2 separate regions of the Capra hircus genome follow, and region 1 is linked to region 2. The links are chromatin contacts, called in public Hi-C maps. All regions are on one chromosome and are shown on one strand. Each heading gives the region's core, a stretch centred on a gene start, on an enhancer-like site or on the middle of the called end of the contact. The rest is flanking DNA. Distances are from core to core; before and after follow the strand shown.

Evidence for each region. A called contact is a pair of places that touch in the nucleus more often than the background predicts.
Region 1: a Hi-C map of blood shows a contact between it and region 2, with 3 times the contacts expected there. The contact joins two enhancer-like sites. A contact is called at or near these places in 3 of 5 Hi-C or Micro-C datasets (all in blood).

The regions. Positions count from the first base shown.
Region 1 is chr15:6,729,781-6,735,666 of ARS1.2, forward strand. No RefSeq gene overlaps it. Among named protein-coding and RNA genes, the nearest start is that of CREB3L1, 34 kb to the left of the region's middle. Within about 2 kb of position 3,576, at least 5 of the 5 cell types and tissues checked have an H3K27ac peak or open chromatin away from gene starts, as enhancers often do.
Region 2 is chr15:6,677,473-6,684,149 of ARS1.2, forward strand. All of the region lies in intron 1 of CREB3L1 (cyclic AMP-responsive element-binding protein 3-like protein 1), which reads right to left. Among named protein-coding and RNA genes, the nearest start is that of CREB3L1, 18 kb to the right of the region's middle. Within about 2 kb of position 3,274, at least 4 of the 5 cell types and tissues checked have an H3K27ac peak or open chromatin away from gene starts, as enhancers often do.

The sequences.
Region 1 (5,886 bases), core at 2,326-4,825, 53 kb after region 2:
TCTATTTCATTTGAATAATCTTGAGAGCTAAAACAGGGCTAGTGTTCTTCCTTCCCCTCATTATTATGGGTCATTCAGGATCACTCAGTCCCAAGATTAAACAAAAAAAAAGACCCAAAAGACTCATAAGCATTATCCCACACATCCTTTTGCCAGTTAATCACACGTCTGTTTAAGCCAACATTTTCCTTTGGACAGTGGGGTATTATGGCACTTTGGGATTTTTCACTGTACCAGATGCGCCATGAATATAGCCTGAGCTACTTTGGTCAGTAGCGATCTTATAAATTGAACGGATGACTATTGGAAATGGAAGGAACCTGGGCTAGTGGTGAAGCTGGAGCATTTCTGAGCCTTGCTTCTGAAGGTATATCAGAACCCAAACCTCCTACCAAATACGGAGTCACCACAGAGGTATCTGGGGTCACAGAATGGAACCTCAGGGAGCTGCCGTAGGCTGACAGAATTTCAGGTATGTCTGAGCACCAGTCCGCACCTGGAGGAGGAAGTCATTCACTACTATTGGGCCTCTCCAGGCACAGAAGTTGGAACCATGAGGTCAGAAGCCAGGTGGGAACGGGAGAGAGTAAACTTCTCAGCCCATGTTAGGGTCTCTGCTGTACCGCTAGGATCTATGATCATAGGCCCTGGATGCATGCTTGGAGAAAGAATGCACTGAAAGAATGAGGGAAGCAGCAGAGAGAGAAAAGGTCAAGAAGGTCCAAGAATTTTGCAAGCAGCAGCCTGGGATGTTCAGGGCTTTCTTGTTTTGGGTAAGAGGGGAATCCTTCTAGTTCAAAGACATAGGGCAAGAGAGACACAGCTATTAAGTGACAAGTCTCAACAAGTTCCTTCTGCTTTGGTTTCCCAGTTTGGAAAAAAACCTCCAGTTGGTGAGTCCAGAGTTGGCCAGTCAATCTCAAACCAAGCCTAGTGACATCATCAACTATTGCCTCATCTCAACTGAATTCCCGGAGCAAACTTCTGGAAAAGTAAGGGGTCTGAGGGAGGGTGCGTGACTGAGATTCCAGAGGACAGAAAAATCCCCCAGAAGCCACCCTTTAAAGCCATAAGCAAAGTGATAGCCCAGATGATTAGATGATGCAGACACTGAAAGTGTGATTCGTTTTCCACATTCTGAGAGCTTGCTCACAAATTGTCAACACTACACCCGGCCTAAACCTAGACAAAGCTCCTGTTCTAAAGACTTATGATCTAAATTCCTTGTGGAAAGTCTGTCTTTGAAATGTTTAAGGCACCTCATTTAATCCTCATTTCCACTTCAAGTCAGGTACCTCCTTCCTGAGAAATCCACCACATTTGAAGTTTGTAGCTGGCCTTCCTTCTGTTTTTGCTATTTACGTGCCAATTTAAAGGGTGGAGAGAGCCACATTAGTTTAAAAATAAAACACAAATAGCGAAATGAGGCTTGGTTAAAGTAAAAACCACAGAAGGGATTTTTTTTTTTCCTCTCATACTTTTCAGATTTTCCTAGAACCACCTTTATTTCCTCAGAGCCCAGGCACAGAAAGTGAGTGGGCCTCTCTGGATGCTCTTCCAAGGGAAAGCTGAATGCCTCATTCCTATTCTCCTCTCATTGCACCTTGAGGATTTGTTTTCCTGTTTCAGACAATTGAGTCTCAGACTGGGGCTCAGAAAGGCATTGAAACCCTTGTTTCACATGGGGTTTTTCTGAGCACTCTTAGAGTAGATTTTGATTTGTTTTTGCATGGTTTGTATCTTAACTATTCTGTTCAGCTGTATCAGCTTGTACATTCTGGGTGATGGGTGATAGGAATGTGGCTTTAAAGTCAGATAAATCCTGGTGGATTCCCAGCATTGCTACTTACCAGTCTTGTGACCGTACCTGTCAAATGAGAGTAATGACGCACACCTCTCGGGGCTGTAATGAGGATTAAGGAGTCAAGCAGAAAGGGCTCAGCACAAAACAAGTGCTTAATACACCGCTGCTATTACAAAAATAGATCCTTTTATTTATTCGCTCCTTCCTTAACCAATTTCCCTCTCCGGTTTTGGAGAAGGAAAGCAAGTTCATCACCCAATGGATGATTTTTGCCAATTTTGCATCACCAGAGGGTCTATAAAGGAAGGGAGACAAGGCCGAGTTTGACTTACAATGGGATGTCTCTTAATGGGATGGGATCGGTGTTCTTGCCTCTTAGGTGACCACACCAGCAGTGTAGGGACAGGGGAAATCTTGAAGGCAGATGGTTGGGGTGGCAGGAGCACACACGATGGGGAAGAGTGGTCAGGAAAAGCAGGCCCAAGGCTGAGGCGAAGGGCCAGATTGGTGCCAGCTACGCGGAATAAAAGGCTCCCACTTTGGGGTTCTGAGTCTCCGGGCCTGCAGGCGGAGGCCCGCCAGCCCCAGGGTCTGGGGATCGTGGGACCCGAGGCGCGTGCGGCAGCGCCCTCTGCCGGCCGCGCGGGGCAAGCCTCCAGTCAACGCAGCTCTGCAGGTGGGATCCCTCCCGCTGCCTCCGCCCCGGCTCCATCCCTTCAGAGGACCTCGCCGACTGGTCCTCGGCCGGATTTCGGGAGGCGCATCTCTATCTGGCACCTGTGGACTCATTAGAGAAGATGCTCGGAAACATCCGATTCATCCGAGATCGGAGGCCGCGGGAAGCCACCCAAACCCCGCAGAGGCTGTGCCCCTGGGGGCCCGGGGCCACAGCCTGCTGGGCTGTCGGAGGTGGTTTGGAAGCAGCATCGCCTTTGGCCAAGACCGCGGGGTCTGCGGACAGAGAGGAGCCCTGGGTTCGCTTTCTGCCTCATCCATTTTCCAGCTAGGTGACCTTGGGCAAGGTACTTACGTTTTCCGTGTGCCTTAATTTCCTCATCTTTAAGATGGAGAAAATGACCCCGACCTTGGCGGGTTAACCTGACGATTACACGGGATCAGACGGCCTGGGCTGAAATTGTGGCACTGGACATCAGCCAGCTGTGTGCCTGGGGCAAGTTACTTAACCTCTCTGTGCCCTGGTCCCTGCAAAATAGGGATAATAACGGTACTTACCTCCGAGGATTTGTTGCCTGCAAAGCGCTTAACACCGTGCCTGGCACAGAGTAAGCGCTCAATAAATGGTGGCTACTGTGGTTGTGGTCGTTATTATTGTTCCTAGGACCGCCGAGCACACGAGCAGAACTCTAGCTGGCGGCTCTTACTAGTCTTTCCTGGGTCCGGCTATTTCTTTGCGGGCATTGTTAAAATCTTTTACCAGGTGCTAGCTGTCCTTATCAGTGGCCGAAGGACAGCCGGCCTTCCAGAGTTTGGAAAAATAGAGGTTCCCCTGGAGGAGGGCCAAGAACGCGGCCCGCGGGCTGCGAGGACTGGACCTCCCGCGAGGATGCTCGCGCCGCCCCGCGCCTTCTCCGCCCGCGCCTCCGTTAGCGCGCGTCAGAGCCGCAGTGACGTCGCCGGGCCCCGCGGGCGGTGGGGAGGCGCGGCCTGGACGCGCGGGGAGCCGCGGACGGCTCGGGTGGACTAGCCGCGCGAGTGCCCTGCAGTCCCCGGCGACGGCCGAGGCAGCGGGAAGGCCTGGGCGGACTCTCCAGCGTCTGCCGGGCGCCTGGGCGCACCCGGGCTCCGCCTGCAGCCCCGCGCGCCCCGGACCCGCCCAGTCCCGCGCAGGGCTGACTTCCTCGCGGCCGCTCAGCGTCTGCGTGGTTCTTCCTTCCCCTCCTGTCCTCTGCTTCCCCGCATCGCCCTTCTGATTCCTTTTCGTCCCCAGCGATCCGCTCACTTTCTTCTTCCTCTTCCCTCCTGGACCAGCTCATTTGCTGTGAGTGGTTAGCAGCCACCCACAGGAGGCGCCTCCCACTCCCAGCTCCATCTGCAGCCCTCGGGACGCCCACTCTCTTCGCTGGCCTGGCCGGACAGTTCCACTTGGCTTGCCCTGCACGCATCTGCAACTCGCCGCGTCTTGTCCCTCTCAGTGATGGCAGGGCCATCAAACTAGACACCTAGCGTTCCCCTCTAAACACCTCTCCAGGCACTCTCCATTTCTTCATTCTAATTCCAGGCAGCCTGGTTTAGGTGTCCCTCTCCCACTGGTTGTTAACATACTCCCCGCACTGCCGCCTCCTTCAAATCCATCCTCTGCACACCGCCAGAGGGGTACCTAGTCATGCCTGGCCATGCCTTTCTCCGGGTAAGGCTGCCCGGACTGGGACCCCAGCCCATTCCGTCTTCAAGGACACCCTCCTCTGCCGTTTTCTATCTGACACCTTTATCCGGAGCTAGTCCTGGGTGTCGGCCCCTGCTGGGACCAACAGTATCTTTACTGCTGTGGGGCGTGATCAAGGGAATTTACACCTCCCTCCGCCTCCTCTTACTCATTCTCCAGCGCTTAAGATGTGAGTCACCTCTTGAAGACCGCCTTCCCGCTTCTGCTATCTGGCTGAGTGAAGTGTCTGTGGACCCCCAGAGCTTTCCGTCCCTGCTGCTTGAGTCATATTTGGCACGAAGGCCTGCTCTTTCAAGATGGCCTCGGAGGCTCTGCCTGGCCTCTGCACCACCCCCCACCCCACCCTCTTCCCCCTCTGCTCTGGCCACACCGGGATCTCAGTTCCCAGCTTCTATGTTCACCTTTCCATGTCAGCATCTTCGTACAGCCTGTTCTCTCTGGCTGGTGTGCCCTTCTGTCCTTCCTCACCTACTCCGTGTCTGGCTCTCATCCTAAGTAAGCATCATTTCCTCAGAGACCTCTTCCCTGACCCCTCACTATCCGCCCCCCCCCCCATTCAGTTGAATTCTCCTTTGATAGATCAAACCATATTAGAAAAAAAAAAAACCCTACAGAGATTATATCCTTAACACCTGTTTGTTCTATACCGCTCCCCTGGCACCCCCCTCCTTGCCAAAGTTTAACAATTGCTATTTTTTCTTCAAATCTCTTCCCCCCCCCTTGATTGGGTTATAGTTGATTTAAAATGTGTTCGTTTCAGGCGTACAGCAAAGTGACTCTGTGATGCATATATCCACGCTCTTTCAGATTCTTTTCACATATAGGTCGTTACAGAGTATTGGGTAGACTTCCCTGTGCCCTACAGTAGGTCCTCATTAGTTATCAGTTTTATATAAAGTGGGCTTCCCCACTCAGCAGTGAAGAGTCCGCTTGCAATGCAGGAGCCGTAGGAGACACAGGTTCAGTCTCCGGGTGGGGAAGATCCCCTGGAGGAGGGCATGGCAACCCACTCCAGTATTCCTGCCTCGAGAGTCCCATGGACAGAGGAGCCTGGCGGGCCAGTCCTGGGGCTGAAGAGTAGAGCGCCTTCTGCTATACACTATGGGCTTACTAGTTACCGATTCCATATATAGTAGCTGGAGCTTCCCAGGTGGCTCAGCGGTAAGGAATCTGTCTGCCAATGCAGGAGATGCGGGAGACTCAAGTTTGATCCCTGGGTTGGGAGGATCCCCTGGAGGAGAAAATGGCAACCTGCTCCAGTATCCTTGCCTGGAAAATCCCATGGACGGAAGAGCCTGGCGGGCTACAGTCTATGGAGTTGCAGAGGGCTGAACACAACTTGGCAACTGAGCACACACACACACACAGCCCACACGGTGTGTGTATGTCAATCCCAATCTTCCAATTTATCCCTCCCGCAGGTCTTTTTTTCCTGTATTTGATTTCAGTTAGGATTAATTTTTTAAAAGACTTCTAATTTTATATTGGGATATAACAATGTTGGGATAGTTTCAGGTGTACAGCAAAGCAACTCAGCCATATATATATATGTATATATATATGTGTGTGTGTATGCATTCTCCCCTAAAAACCCCCTCACATCCAGGCTGCCACATAACAATGAGCAGAGTTTCTGTGCTATACAGCAGGTCCTTATTAGTTATCTACTCTTTATACA
Region 2 (6,677 bases), core at 2,024-4,523:
AGAAAAATGAGTGACACAGATCTTTAGAGAGTTAGATATTTTCAGCAACTGATTTCATGATCCCAGTCCTTGCATCTCCTCCTATCTAGACAAGCACTAAATCTCTTCATTAGTGACATCAGCTCCTCGTGACTAGCAGAACACCTTTTGTAAGTTAAGTGCTGGATTGCATGGAATGCCCCCTTCACCAGAATCACATGCATTGATCTTTCCCCACAACCTCTTTGGAGCAGTTTCTCAAAACTGTCTGAGGTGCTGTCTCCTGGGCTACAGGCCTCATTTTGCCCCCATATAAAACTTAACTCCCAACCCTCCTGTTGTGCATCTTTTTTTAGTTGACACCTGCAACCTCCCCATCACTCTTCCCACTGAAAGCGTGTACCTCAGATTGGGACATGAACCCACGTGGCCAGGATCCCACAGTTGCAGCATGAGGGGTCTAATTCCCTGACCGGGAATCGAACCCGGCCCCCTGCATCGGGAGCTCGGGGTAATCTTAGCCGCTGGACTACCAGGTAAGTCCCCCATCATCCTTTCTATCTCTACTGTCACCCCATCAGCACGTTACCGTCACCACCACCTCCACTGACATCCCCAACCTCTCCGGCGGTATCCTCAAGGCTGTGCCCTGGATGGTGTGAAAGAACCCAAGCGATAGGACACGCGGCTATAATTCTGGCTCTGTGACCTTGGTCAAATCGCTTAGATTGCCCAAGCCTGCTTCTCAGTCCACCCTACTTCCATCACAAGAGGACTAAGGAACTAAGTACTAAAGAATAACTCCACCTCCCCCAGCAAGTTTGCATTCCGAAGGCGCTATCAGCGACTTTTGTATTCTATTCTCTTTTGCTGGAATGTAAAGTGGGGAGATTATCAAGGACTCTGCTCCCCTCAATGGATATGAGTTTGAGCAAACTCCGGGAGAGAGTGGAGGACAAAGGAGCCTGGTGAGCTGCAGTCCTTGGGATCACAAAGAGTCGGACACGACTGAGTGACTGAACCACTGCTCCCCTCATTGGCAGGGTCCTCACTTGTCCTCATGCCTCCAGTGTTTCCATTTTCCCAGACATTCTTTCTGCCAAGAGATCAGGCCCCAGGGCCATATCACTTGGTTTGAATCCTGGCCCTGACGCTCCTTGCTATGACTCAGTACTGTTCAGACTGCAGGGGGTGACTCAGTAGTGGGTTGTGAAGCAGGTCATGACCAGAATTTAAGGAAAAAGAAAACAGAACAAAATAGATTAGAAAAATATCAGGGCGTGCTGCGCATAGGGAAGTTAAATACGTGGTAAATTTTTATCTCAGTTATGGGTGTGTGTATGTTTATGCTGCTGCTGCTAAGTCACTTCAGTCGTGTCCGACTCTGTGTGACCCCATAGATGGCAGCCCACCAGGCTCCCCCATCACTGGGATTCTCCAGGCAAGAACACTGGAGTGGGTTGCCATTTCCTTCTCCAATGCATGAAAGTGAAAAGTGAAAGGGAAGTCACTCAGTCGTGTCCGACTCCTAGCGACCCCATGGACTGCAGCCCACCAGGCTCCTCTGTCCATGGGACTCTCCAGGTAAGAGTACTGGAGTGGGGTGCCATCACCTTCTCGAAGGATGTAAAATATATTTCTCAGAAACAAAATAGTCTGAAAAATATTGGTCTCCATGATCCTAGGAAAGTTGATCAATGTTTCTATGCTTCATTTCCTCCTTTGTACAGTGGGGGTGACAATAGTTCTTATCTGCTAGGGTTACTGTGAGGATTAAACAAGTTAATATATATGTAAAGCACTTAGAATAGTTCCTGGTACATAGTAATTACTCAACAAACCTCTTATTAATAAAGCATCCAGCAGCAGCTGGTACATAGGAGGTTCTTGTTTTTTCTCTCTAAAGAATTATAAATACGTAAGGACATGTTAGTGTTCTTCTTTTTTTTTGGCTGCTCTGGGCTGCACGTGGGATCTTAGTTCCCCAGTCAGGGATCGAACCCACCCCCCTGCCCCCACCTGCAGTGGCAGCATAGAGTCTTAATTAACCACAGGGAAGCCTCCTGTTCATTTGTTTTTCACTGACTGAATGAATTTTCTGGGGTTTTGCTTCTGACCCTGGGGATCCCAGCTGGTGAATGGGTAAGAACTGACTTCTGGAGTCATTGGCTTTCTGGCCTGGAATAATTGGCGCTTGTCCTAGTCTGGAAGGGGTGAGCAGAAAAGCCCTTGGTGTGAGAATAAGATTCAGGGGGTCAAGACTTTTGACTCTTACCTCACTCCCTGCTAAGTTAACTCACTTTTCTAGGCCTCAGTTTCCTCATCTGTAATGGGGAAAATAATGGTTCCAACCTCATAGTGTTGTTCTGAGGATCAAATATGCATTAGGTGCTTAATGCTGCCCTCATAGGATTATGAGGATAAAGTGAGGAAATACATGAAACACATGTATCCAAATAACATACAAATACGTCTGTGCAGTAGACACCTGTAACACTGAGGACAGGGCCTAGTATGCAGTGGGTGCTCAATAACTGCTGTTTTATGAAAAGCCTAACCCTGGGCCTGAGGTGAACTGAGCCTGGAGCCAATGCAGGGAGGTGGTTTGGTCCTCCCACCACAAATCAGAGAATCCAGGATAAAATGAGTTCAGAAACCCATTGACTCAAGCACTCTCACCTCTCCCCAGCTTATCAGAACTTATCATCACTAGCCTACATTTGTCTTGCGATGTTAACTTTCCAAAGTGCTTTCATAGGCACCGTCTTATTTAATCCTCACAACTACCCAAAGAGACAAGGAAGTTGCAACGCCCCCCCAACTACACAGTCAGTCACAGGCTGGACTGTGCTGGCCGCACCTCCGGCGGGGTCTGGGCCAGCCCAGCAGGGGGCGCCCTCTCTTTCTTTCCTTCTCTTTCTCTCGGGGTCTCTCAAAGGCCTGGTGTGGGACCCAGTGGGAGAGGGCTGTGAGGAGCCCAGTGAGTCAGCTGCTAAGGTATTTCTTCAGCAGCTGCGTCTCAGGCGATAAGGGTTTGCCAAGCCCTTTTCCGGGGCCTGGGAGAGGAGAGAGGCTTCCTCCAGTCTGGGCCAGGGTCCTTCAAGGATTCAGCTCCATGCAGATAAGCCAGTCCTCAGAGACCCCTTATGGGGTGCCCATAGGGAACCTGCTGAGGAAGCTCAGTTGGCCCCACTTTGTGAGTGGCCCCCACCCCACCTGCTGGAGACAGCAGCCAAGGCCCAGCCGGACAGAGCTTCCAGAGGGTGGAAGCCAAGTGGAAGGGGAGGGCGGCCAAGGGTCAGGCAGTGGAGGGGGCAGGGGACACTCAGAGAACCAGGGCTTCCTTGCTCAGGACTTCCCTGTGTGCTGGGTGGACCTCCGGTGGCGACGGTGGGCATGTCCCATCACCCCCAGGCCCACCTTCTGCTCTCGGGAGGATGCCAGAATGCCTCCCTTTAGAGAGATTTTTCCTAGTCCTGTTTCTATCTGATGGCTGGCCTCTCAGGCAGTTATGGTTTATACCATCAATTTAGAGGCAGAAGGGACCTGAGAAAACCCATGGTCCATGCCCCCTCTCCCACTTGCTAATGAGGAAGCTGAGGTCCAGAGAGGGACCTCACATAGTGAGGCGGTGATGTTGAGGGAGGGGTTCTCAACAGCTCTGGGGCTGCACAGGAATCGCGGAGCAACTTCTTCTTGACCTCTCCTCTTCCTCTGTAACCACTTTCCCAACCCCCCACCCCTGGACGGCCCCCTCTGGAGATCTCACGCCTCCTAAGCTCCAGCAAGACTCCTTGTCCCGCCTCCCTACCCCGCCCAAACTACAACCAGCTCGCGTCCTCCAGTCCACACACACAAAGCTCGGGTTTCAGACTACCTGATGGACACGACAGGTGTGGGAGGCAGGATCCTACCTACTGTTCTGAGGGGTACCCAGTTCTACTAGGGGTGAGCGTTCTTATGGGGGTGCCTTTCCAAGCAACCAGGGTGGGAAGCCAGAGAAGGAAATATTATGATTTGTTTCCCTCCTTGTTAAAAGACTTTTTCCAAGAGTCTTGCCAACATAAGCTCCCTCTCGGCGGCCACGCACAGCAGGCGCCGGTTCCACTCTCCTGCAGGAGAGGTCCCGAGCTTTCGGGGCTCGAGGTCCCGCACACCCCTCCCCGTAGGCAGCATCTCCTCCGGAAACCGGGTCTCAGCACCCGGCCCTTTAGGATTAAAGAAGGACCGGGTCCTGCCTGCCCAGCGCTGGCCCAAGGGAAGTTAACGCCGGTGCGCGGGGGGCCGCCCTGTGCCGGAATCCAGCCTGCTCATTGGTCGGATCTGTGGAGGTCTGGGCCAATGGGAGGAGGCTGCGCGAGGCTTGCAGCAAGAGCGGCTGCGAGGAGGTGGGAGGAGGGCAAGGCCCTTGGCAGGGAGGTTCCTCGGCCTCCGCGGACCGCGTGGGGCTGATAAGGGCCAAGTGTACGGACGGGGTCTGGTCTTGCGTCCCTGCCTGCACCTGGGGCAGAGGCAGAGACGGCCCATCTGAGCTTGCCCATGGGCCTGGCAGTCCTACGGTGCCCCGAGTCCCTTATCAGTTGGCCTGGCCTCAGCCCCGCACGGGGAAGTGAAGACCGAGGGGGTCTCCTCGGACATCTCCAGCTCGAAAAAGGGAGGCTGGATCCCAACTCTTTACTTCCTTTGAGGGTCTTCCAGCTCCTTCTTTCTCTCCTGAAGTCATCCTAGCTTGGGGCTCACTGATGGGGAGCGGGGTCTCTTTCCCTGGGAGAGGTGGGAAGTGAGACACTCCTGGGGCGGTAATAGCTCCGTCTGAGGTTCCTCTCGGTTCCCCAGCTCGAATTCCTTCCAGAGAGTCGATGCAGAGCGAGGGGAAAAGCTCTGGGGACACGACTGTCCGCTGAGAATGTGTATGGGAAAGGAGACCCCCCCAAGCTGCCGCAGCCTCAGAGCGCCCCCTTCTCTCAAGCCCCCTAGAACGTCGGCGTGGCTGCGCCCCCATCACGATCTTCTGCCCCTCCCCCGGTCCAGGCTGATGCAGTCTGTTTGGGGAAAGGAGGGAGGAGACCGGAGTGGGTCCAGGCTGAGCCGTGGGATAAGGATTGGGGGTGGGGAGCGGGGAATGCCGAGCCCGGACATTCCTTCCGAGAGAGTGAGCTCTGCTGAGAGACGGGAGGAGAGCCCTTCCCCTCCCCCGCAGGCTACCCCCCTCATACATTCCCGGACGGTTACTTGCCTCGTGGTCACTAGAAAATTGCCCCCATTTCAAGCTGAGGGGCCACCAGTCTGAGTCACTGTTGTGCCCTGTATGGGGGTGGGGTGAGGGTAGGGTCAAGAGAGAACAGGGAGGGACTTGGGGAAGGGAGGTGGGCCCCTGGGTACACAGTTGTCAGGCCCTCCCAGCCTTTAAGCATCACACTCCAGTCATTTGACTTCCCTGACGGCTCAGACAGTAACCAGTCTGCTTGCTGTGCAAGAGACTCCGGTTCGATCCCTGATTCGTGAAGATCCCTTGGAGGAAGAAATGGCAACCCACTCCAATATTCTTGTCTGGGAAATTCCATGGACAGAGGAGCCTGGTGGGCTACAGTCCATGGGGTCGCCATGAGTCAGACATGACCAAGCGGCTAACACACATTCATCCAGTCATTTGCGGGGAGGGGGTTGCAGGTGAGATCCAGGCGTCCTCCCAGAGCTAGACTGGAAGGCTGTCCTGGACTCAGACCCAGGAGACCCCAGTTCAAGATCCAGCTGTGCTCTGAGATCTGGGCAGGCGCAGGCGGCGTCTTCTGTCCAGGCCCGCTTCCCCTGTCTGAGTTCCTGTTAAGGCAGGGATGGCAGGCACAGGTGAAGTGCACTAGTCCTCAGAAAGTGGGCTCTTTTCCTCTGCCCTGGCCTCTCTGGGGACTATGAAGGGATGGAGCCAGTTTTCCTCATCCCTGGAGCCAGCCCCTCCCTGAGCCTTCCTGGCAGGGCATGGGGGGGTGAAGGGAAGCACATTGTTCCAAGCTCCAACCTCACTCTCATCCCCCATTCCCCACAGGCCCCGGGAAGGCAGCTGCTGAGGTTTCATATTTTCCCCCTACCGAACGAACTCTTCACCACAGAGCCCAAGTCCAAATAAGCAGAAATGCTTCCCTGTGTGTGTGTGTGCCCATGCGTGTGCGCGTGTGCACACGCTACGCAGATGTGGGCTGTGAGGTTCCTTCTTACACAGGGAAACCCCACCCCCCTGACACCACGCAGCCCGAGATCCCTACCCGTAGACACATTCAGACTGTTCCCTATAGAGCCCGGCACGGGTGCTGTTGGATCAATACACATACCCTCTCTGGGCTCACACAGGCTGTCACGGGCAGCCGCTAAGACAGAACCAACAAGAACACATTCCTCATATGTGATCAAACAGACACAGACTCCCATGTGCGCACACACTCACACGTGTGGTCACCCCAGACAGTCACGGTCACAGACGTGCTCATGCACATTCTTACAGGAACACATACATCGTCTCACACCACCACAGAACCGAATGCCGACTGTGCCAAGCCACACGCCTGAGTCATGTGACACCCCCCCCCCCCCGCCCCAGTGAAGGAGCCTTGGGATTCCTGGGCTGGCCTGGGGCTGGGACAATGAGGCCTGGGACTGGGAGAGGGCACCGCATGGGGAACGAGCTTTTCTGTGCCTGTGTGCTA